Regions from separate parts of the Arabidopsis thaliana genome. Here region 1 is linked to region 2. The links are chromatin contacts, called in public capture Hi-C maps. All regions are on one chromosome and are shown on one strand. Each heading gives the region's core, a stretch centred on a gene start, on an enhancer-like site or on the middle of the called end of the contact. The rest is flanking DNA. Distances are from core to core; before and after follow the strand shown. Region 1 holds the start of AT5G36160 (Tyrosine transaminase family protein). Region 2 holds the start of EGY1 (Peptidase M50 family protein).

What was found. Capture Hi-C pulls out chosen DNA fragments and counts their contacts.
Region 1: a contact with region 2 is called in a capture Hi-C map of seedling, with 3 times the contacts expected there. The contact joins the promoter of AT5G36160 here to the promoter of EGY1 in region 2. A contact is called at or near these places in 1 of 26 Hi-C or Micro-C datasets (cotyledon) and 1 of 3 other capture datasets (seedling).

Annotation. Positions count from the first base shown.
Region 1 is chr5:14,233,444-14,238,041 of TAIR10.1, reverse strand. AT5G36160 (Tyrosine transaminase family protein) reads left to right here and starts at 2,816. Exons shown (of 7, transcript NM_123007.6): 1 at 2,816-3,184; 2 at 3,389-3,728; 3 at 3,816-4,034; 4 at 4,119-4,178; 5 at 4,252-4,407; 6 at 4,488-4,581. The coding sequence starts at 2,913. HCF109 (high chlorophyll fluorescent 109) reads left to right here. Exons shown (of 7, transcript NM_180765.2): 1 at 1-233; 2 at 318-389; 3 at 481-701; 4 at 778-981; 5 at 1,067-1,282; 6 at 1,357-1,543; 7 at 1,655-2,207. The coding sequence starts at 68. The coding sequence ends at 1,959.
Region 2 is chr5:13,484,850-13,489,187 of TAIR10.1, reverse strand. EGY1 (Peptidase M50 family protein) reads left to right here and starts at 1,594. Exons shown (of 10, transcript NM_122913.4): 1 at 1,594-1,977; 2 at 2,208-2,663; 3 at 2,752-2,892; 4 at 3,009-3,110; 5 at 3,336-3,547; 6 at 3,633-3,683; 7 at 3,754-3,823; 8 at 4,135-4,203; 9 at 4,291-4,338. The coding sequence starts at 1,642.

The DNA.
Region 1 (4,598 bases), core at 1,567-4,066, 750 kb before region 2:
GGCTGCTAGCTTTGTATGGATAACTTGGCAAAGGTCAGAAATCTGAAGAAAAGCTTTGAGCAGAAACATGTCCATGGAGCTCACCGTTCTCGGACCCCTCGCCGGTCGGAGTTTCGCAATCGCCGGAAAACCTAAACTTCTGCTTCTTCGACCAACAAACCTCCCTCTTCTCCGTCTCTCACTCCCGCTTTCTCTTCCCAATTTCTCTTCGTCCTCTCGTTTTAATTCGCCCAGTAAGTTCTTCTCTCCCTCTCGCTCCAACTTCAATTTTAGATTTCAAATTTGTGTAAACCAATTTCTTCCGAATTTCGTTTCAGTAGTATTCGCTGCACAGGAGAGTAACTTGAGTGTATCCAACGAAAACGAAACCAGTGAGTGGCTGATGCAAGGTACCTTCTTATCACCATTGATCTATCAACATATTTCCCAGTGAATCTGAATTCTTAGGGTTTTGATTTCTTTTGTTTCATTGGTGATTAGATTTTTATACATTGAGAAAAGATGTAGAAATAGCATCAGCTCGTGTTGAAGAGATTAGAGCTTCTGCTAATTTACAACAACTAGAACAAGAGATTACAAATCTGGAATCAAAAGCTACTGATACATCGTTTTGGGATGATCGTACTAAAGCTCAAGAAACTTTATCGTCTTTAAATGATCTTAAAGATCGTATGCGGTTACTCTCTGAGTTCAAAACGATGGTATTGTTACATATCTAAGGTTTATATGTTTATGATGTTGAGGCTTTGAGATAATGTGTTGTTGCTTGAGGTATAGGTTGAAGATGCCGAAACGATTGTTAAACTAACAGAAGAGATGGACTCTACTGATGTTAGTTTACTTGAAGAAGCCATGGGAATCATTAAAGAGTTGAATAAATCTTTAGATAAATTTGAGCTTACTCAGCTTTTATCAGGACCTTATGACAAAGAAGGTGCTGTTGTTTACATTACAGCTGGAGCTGGAGGAACAGATGCACAGGTTATTATTATACTCTCTTAGAGGTTTGTGTGTGTTTGTGATGTGAATTGAGGTTCTTTTAAAACAATGATAACTTTCAGTGCAGGATTGGGCTGATATGTTGCTTAGGATGTATATGAGATGGGGAGAGAAGCAGCGGTACAAGACGAAAGTTGTTGAAATGTCTAATGGAGAAGAGGCAGGGATTAAGTCAGCGACTCTTGAAATTGAAGGGCGTTATGCATATGGTTACATTTCAGGGGAGAAAGGAACTCATAGGATTGTCCGACAATCGCCTTTCAATTCGAAAGGTCTTCGCCAGGTAAAAATAAGGTCTATGAGCTCAAAAAGCATATGTGGTTGTGTGCTATGGATTTATATTGGTATTGCATGCAGACAAGCTTTTCTGGTGTGGAAGTGATGCCGCTTTTGCCTGAGGAAGCGGTGGGAATCGAAATACCAGAAGAGGACCTTGACATTAGTTTCACGAGGGCAGGTGGGAAAGGAGGACAGAATGTTAACAAGGTTGAAACTGCTGTACGGATTACTCATATCCCTACTGGTGTTGCTGTTCGTTGCACAGGTTTGTATTTCCTCCCCACTAATGTTACAACCTGAATGTCCCGTAAGATCGTGTTATCAATGCATCAGAACTGACTATGGTAGTTGATTAAGATCGCGTTGGATGTTGCAGAGGAGAGAAGTCAACTGGCGAACAAGACGAGAGCTCTGATCAGACTAAAAGCGAAACTGATGGTGATTGCGGAGGAGCAACGTGCTACTGAAATCAAGGAAATAAGAGGAGATGCAGTGAAAGCTGAATGGGGACAGCAGATCAGGAACTACGTGTTTCATCCGTACAAACTCGTTAAGGATGTCCGAACAGGTCATGAAACTTCTGATATCACATCTGTAATGGATGGTGACTTGGACCCTTTCATCAAAGCTTACCTTAAGCATAAGTACACCTTAGCCATGGCTTCTGCTGTAACCAATTAGAATGCTGAGGATAGGCTTGTTCCTTTATATTTCTCTACTTAGATAGAAATCATCTCCTACTAGACTGTTCAATTTTATAGCATAATCTTGAATTCCAACAGTCAATGTGGGATTGTGAGTCAAGTCTGTTTGTATCTAAATAAAACCGCATTTTGTTTTAAACAAAACGAAACATAAAACTAACCATAAGCCCTACCAAACCATATTAAAAACCATTGAGGGTAATAAAACTTCGATATCTTCCGTAACAATGGGTACTTGATTTTCATCGAAGTTGTGCTTCATGGAGACTTATACTTTAGTGAACAAATAATTCAATAGCTCCAAATGACCAAATCTATTCTTCAAAACCATCGAGTCCGTACTATTAGAGCTCACACTCTTTATCTTTTGCTTTTGTTGAGCTGATCATGTCTTGGTTTTGTCTTCATTTGCTGGTGACCGTTGGAGCTGTGGGCTAAATGGATTTGCTTCTTTGTTGGGCCTTATACTTCAGTTTGGCCCATTCTCATTTTGTCACATGGGATGACATCGTTTTGAGAAGCTTTGGATCTTCTTCTTCTTGTCTGATTTGGATCTTCTCTTCTCTCTTCTCTATTCTCCTTTGTAATGTTCCAAGAGGGAGCTGTCACTCTAATACTATTATGAAACGATTTATGCGTAACCCTAACTTTTTAAAAAAAATTATATTTATGTAGAATTGTAGATAGTGTTGCATACTTGCATGTAGTCAAAAATAAAATAAAAAAGAGAAAAAAACAAAGATACCCTAAACTCCAAAATCAGTGAGTAAGACATATCTTAAATTAAATGACAAAATTTGGCGTTTTCTCTCATACCAAAATAAATGAAATAGTTTACCAACGACAACCACACCAGTCCCATTCACAAACCATTCATAACCAAAATCGTCGGTGTCACATTTTGTCACGTCTCTTCTTAAAAAAAAAAAAATGGGAGAAAACGGAGCCAAGCGATGGAACTTCGGAGCTAACGAGGTCGTCGAACGATCTAACTCACTTACCATTCGTGATTACCTTAACACCTTAATCAATTGTCTCGACGGTGGTGATGTAAGACCCGTCATCCCACTAGGTCACGGCGATCCTTCTCCGTTCCCGAGCTTTCGTACCGATCAAGCCGCTGTTGAAGCCATCTGTGATGCTGTCCGTTCGACCAAGTTTAACAACTACTCTTCTTCTTCCGGTGTTCCTGTCGCTAGGAAGTAAGATTACTTCTTCTTCTTCGTTTTTTTTTTGTTTTCTTTTGGTATCTCTAAGGGTCTCTGTTCTTGCTTCTTGATTACTCAAAGACAATAATCTGAAACGTTGAATTGGTTAAAATCTTTGATTAGTGTATACTTTGGATCACATTGGCTTTTTGAGAAAGGATTGATGATTTGGTTGGTTCTGTTTCTCTACCTCAATAGGGCTGTTGCAGAGTACCTCTCTAGTGATCTCTCTTACCAGATATCACCAAATGATGTTCATATCACAGCTGGTTGTGTGCAAGCCATTGAGATTTTGATATCCGCTCTCGCAATTCCTGGAGCTAACATTCTGCTACCTAGGCCTACTTACCCGATGTACGATTCCCGAGCGGCTTTTTGCCAACTCGAGGTTCGTTATTTCGACCTCCTACCGGAAAATGGTTGGGATGTTGATCTAGATGGAGTTGAAGCTCTTGCGGATGACAAAACCGTTGCTATACTTGTTATCAACCCTTGCAATCCATGTGGGAATGTTTTCTCTCGCCAACATCTTCAAAAGGTGTACACTTGCTTCTTATTAATCATTCATTTGATATAGTGGAAATGGCTTTGTTATGGATTTGTCTTCTTTATATGGTGGATGAAGATTGCAGAGACGGCTTGCAAGCTTGGTATACTTGTGATCGCAGACGAAGTCTATGACCATTTTGCCTTTGGGGATAAACCATTTGTGTCCATGGCAGAGTTTGCAGAGCTAGTGCCTGTTATTGTCTTAGGTGCTATATCTAAAAGATGGTTTGTTCCTGGATGGAGACTTGGTTGGATGGTGACTCTTGACCCTCATGGCATCATGAAAGATTCTGGGGTTAGTAGTTACATTTTGTTTAGTTGATTAATATCTTGTCAAGAATGTATTTGTGATCAATCTCTGTTTCTTTTTGTCTATTAGTTTGTTCAGACTCTTATCAATGTTGTCAACATGTCGACGGATCCTGCAACGTTTATTCAGGTATGCATTGGTGTTGAATCACGGCTGGAGTTTTTCAAGAAAAATGATTTTGGTTTTGTTTTGTCCGAGGCAGGGAGCAATGCCTGATATCATTGGGAATACAAAGGAAGAGTTCTTCTCATCAAAACTTGAAATGGTGAAAAAATGTGCAGAGATTTGTTATGAGGAGCTTATGAAGATTCCTTGCATCACTTGCCCCTGCAAACCCGAGGGCTCAATGTTCACGATGGTAATGAATCGACATGAACCAGATTACTCATTGGTTAACCTCAAGCTCAAGCTCAGAGGCTAATCCATTTGTTGGTGCAGGTGAAGTTAAACTTTTCACTACTCGAAGATATCAGTGATGATTTGGACTTCTGCTCCAAGCTGGCTAAAGAGGAATCTATGATCATCCTACCAGGTAATATTATATAGTTT
Region 2 (4,338 bases), core at 345-2,844:
CTATTTTTTGAGATAAAGATTTATTTATTTTAGATATTTAAAAATTTAACCAAAATAGTGTCGAAAAATATTCTGAAGTCTATCATTTAATAAAACTTATTTGCTTTTTTGGACAAAATTTTGTTTAAAACTATTTAAGATAAGAATTAAATTTGACTTCTTAAATATTTTTTCAACTATTTCTGAGATAAAAAATTTATTTATTAAAATTTAATAAAATAATATTTTTAAATATTTAAAAAGTATCACTTAGTAAAGTTTATTTTTTACTTTTTAGACAAAATTTTGTTTAAAAATATTTAAGATAATAATTATTCTTAAAATTATTAAATACATCAAATTTTAATTTATGATTTTTTTTTCTGTTTTAAGTTAAAAACGTTTTTCAGTTATTCTTAAATTTTAATGAGACTATTTTAGTAATTTTGTATATTAAAAATTAATTGTTTAAAAAGAAAAAAAAGAGAAGGTATTTTTCAAATGAAAACTCAAAAATAGGGCATTTTTCCAAATTTACTCTTTAATAAATCTGAAATTAATAAATAAATAGAATTAATTAATAAAACAAGTCCCGGCTAATTGAAAACAAAACTAAATTCCGGTTAAGAATTAAAGAAAGCTAAATATAATTAAACCAAACAAGTCCCGGCTTATTGAAAACAAAGAACCAAACATGTTTTTTAGGCATCATCAAAATCACTATTTAGGATCGTAACCGAACCGTTTCTAAACCGTAACTGTAAAATAGATTAGTAGGATTAAAAAGATATACTTACTGTAACTTTTAATTAACAGTAACAGTTTCAAACCGTATAGTTAAAACCTTTAAAATATAGTTGTATTTGTGTATATACAAAGATAAATATCGAATATTCCGATTTTTTTATTTATAATAAAAGTAAACCATACCACATATGAAGAAATCTATGCTAGAAAAAGATAGTTTTTTTTCCAAAGAAATATGTAGTAATGCTACATTGCTAAAAATCAAGATATTTTTGCCTACAATATACTTTTTCATCTTATTAAAGTACTGGATACTTGAACAATTTCTCAAAGTGAGATTTTAACCTCAAATAAATTGTATGAAACCGGTAAAGATAACTCGATGTAGACCTCAAATACTGGATACTTGAACAAATTACTTTTTCATCAAATAAATGGAGATTTTGCCTACAATATACTTTTTCATCTTATACCCTAACCGGTATGGTCTGTGCACGAATCTTTACGTACAGCTCTTAAAAGAAAGTCCAAAACCAACATGACAGTCTGATCATACATAAAACATTCCCTTTATGACTTAACCACTTGACCATCCATCCTCGCTTGGCTAAGTTTCTTGATTATTTCACTTAGTCATGACTCATGACTTATCCTTCGTCATTCAACCGATTCGAACTAAATCACTTAACCATTTATTTGAGGTGATTGATGATTCAATAGACCGGTATCGATATCGTGGAATATATGTGTCAATTGTATGAAACCGGTAAAGATAAACCGATATTTGAAGCCAAAGATAGTAAACCGAAATCAAAATGGCCAATGAAACCGGTACAAAACCGGTAGAAGATAATCCAATCTTTAAAGCGCTCCCACATAAACGTTTCCCTTATCTCTCTCTCTCTCTCCACTCCAATGGGGACTCTCACCAGCGTCGCTTTTGCCGCTGCCGTTAACATTAGATTCCGATCATTTCACCGGGAAAACATTAAGACAACAATTACAACTCTGCCCAAATGGCAAAAGAGACTCTGTTTCTCTTCTACAGAGGATTCTCATAGATTTAGGATTGCAAAGTGTTTAGGCAATGACGAAAACAGTAACAGAGACGACAGTATCGGAGAAAACGGAGAAACCCACAAGTCTTCGGTTGTTAAAACGGCAACGTTTGAAGAAGAAGATGAAGAGACAAGTAAGAGTAGCTCTACTACTAGCAGCAGCAACGAGTTCGGTTCCGACAAGACTTCAATGGTACACACACACACAATTATCTCTGACTTATGTTCTGTTTTGTCCTGTTTGGTGGTTACCAAAATCAAAAGCAAATCTTTTTAATGGAAAATTGAAAACGTTGAGTTCAAGGAAGGGACTGTAACACATTTTATGAAATTGCTCGATTTCGTAGGTTGTATTTTGGTTATTAGTATCAATCTCTTAAACACTGTGTTACTAAGAGTACAAGTTTGTGTCTTTTTCCTCAGCCATCAACTATTGATCCAACATATAGTAGCTTCCAAATAGATTCGTTTAAGCTAATGGAGCTTCTTGGACCAGAGAAAGTAGATCCTGCAGATGTCAAGTTAATAAAGGACAAACTTTTCGGTTATTCGACATTTTGGGTGACGAAAGAAGAGCCATTTGGGGACCTTGGGGAAGGAATTCTCTTTCTTGGGAACTTGAGAGGAAAGAAAGAAGATGTTTTTGCAAAACTTCAGAGAAAACTAGTTGAAGTTGCTAGTGATAAATATAATTTATTCATGATTGAGGAGCCTAACTCAGAAGGACCTGATCCTCGCGGTGGTGCTCGTGTTAGCTTTGGTTTGCTTCGTAAAGAAGTTTCGGAGCCTGGACCAACTACACTCTGGCAGTATGTGATTGCTTTAATATTGTTTCTTTTGACTATTGGTTCCTCTGTGGAGTTAGGAATTGCTTCTCAGGTACATGTTTTTCGCTAAAGCACGAACATCATGATGTCGTTGATCTGTTATTCTTTAATGCAATAATGGAAGTTACTTGATTTAACAGATTAACCGCTTACCTCCTGAGGTGGTAAAGTATTTCACCGATCCAAATGCTGTTGAACCACCTGATATGGAGCTGCTGTATCCATTTGTAGATGCTGCATTGCCTTTAGCTTATGGTGTATTGGGAATTCTTTTGTTTCATGTAAGTAAAAACTTATGTGTCTCTATCGTAATGCTTTTCTTTTTATGATGTTGCAGACATGTTCCTTGGTAGAATGATAAACTTTCAGTAATTCGTTTAGACTTGTTTATTTGCAGGAATTAGGGCACTTTCTTGCTGCAGTTCCAAAGAAAGTTAAGCTTAGCATTCCATACTTCATTCCAAACATTACACTCGGCAGCTTTGGGGCAATCACACAGGTAATAATCCTACTCATTTCTTTTAAGTTTATGGGACTTATCTCCTGTTGAACTCTAGGTAAGTCACATCTAGAAGAAGACATCTTTCTACGCTACTATGGTTCAAAATGCATCCATTTACTTCTCTTTCTCAATGCATTCGTCTTCCTCTAATGAAGTGTTTCGATAACGAGAGTATTGGCTAGTGTAGTAGCGTTAGTAAATCATTTTATTTGATTTGTACAGTTTAAGTCGATTCTTCCTGACCGGAGTACAAAAGTTGACATTTCGCTAGCTGGTCCATTTGCTGGAGCTGCACTCTCAGTTTCCATGTTTGCTGTTGGTCTGTTCCTATCTACAGAACCAGATGCAGCTAACGACCTGGTCCAGGTTCCCAGCATGTTATTTCAAGGTTCATTACTTCTTGGACTCATCAGCAGAGCAACTCTGGGATATGCGTAAGCTCTCCACAGCTAACGTCTGTTCACCCTAAACGAAAAAATCTAACTCCAATCTCCATTTCCATTTTCCTATTGATTGCAGAGCTTTGCATGCTGCAACAGTTTCAATCCACCCACTTGTAATTGCTGGATGGTAGTGTCTTATGCCTTGGCTCATGCTTCTGTCTTTCATCAGCAATCTTACTTTGAAATTTGATTGTTAGGTGTGGTTTAACAACAACAGCATTTAATATGCTTCCAGTGGGATGTTTGGATGGAGGAAGAGCTGTACAGGTACTTCCTTGTATATAAGGAATGGTGCATACTCTATTCGAAAACTAGAAACTTAATGTTGCTTAGTGAAAATTTGACTCATACCAAGAAAAACGCTTCTTCCAAGTCTATCTTGTCATTAAAACAATCCAACTAGTATCAAGTATGGAAAGTGTTGCAGTTGATTCAAGTGTATACTATTTTATAATCTTGAAAAGTAGTGTACTTTAGATGAAGTATGAACTGAAAAGGGTCTGAGATATTCATATAAGAGATCAAATTATTAATACTATCAATCACGTCTGAGACATATGGGCATGGTTCTTGTGCAGGGAGCATTCGGGAAAAATGCATTGGTTACATTTGGTTTGTCAACCTATGTAATGCTTGGACTCAGAGTGGTATGTTCAACTGTTGAAATATACCCTCCTTTAATTAGTGCTCTCGAACCTGCTAGTTTATTGCTCTTGCATTTTCCTACTTTTCAGCTCGGTGGCCCTTTGGCACTTCCTTGGGGACTCTACGTATTAATCTGC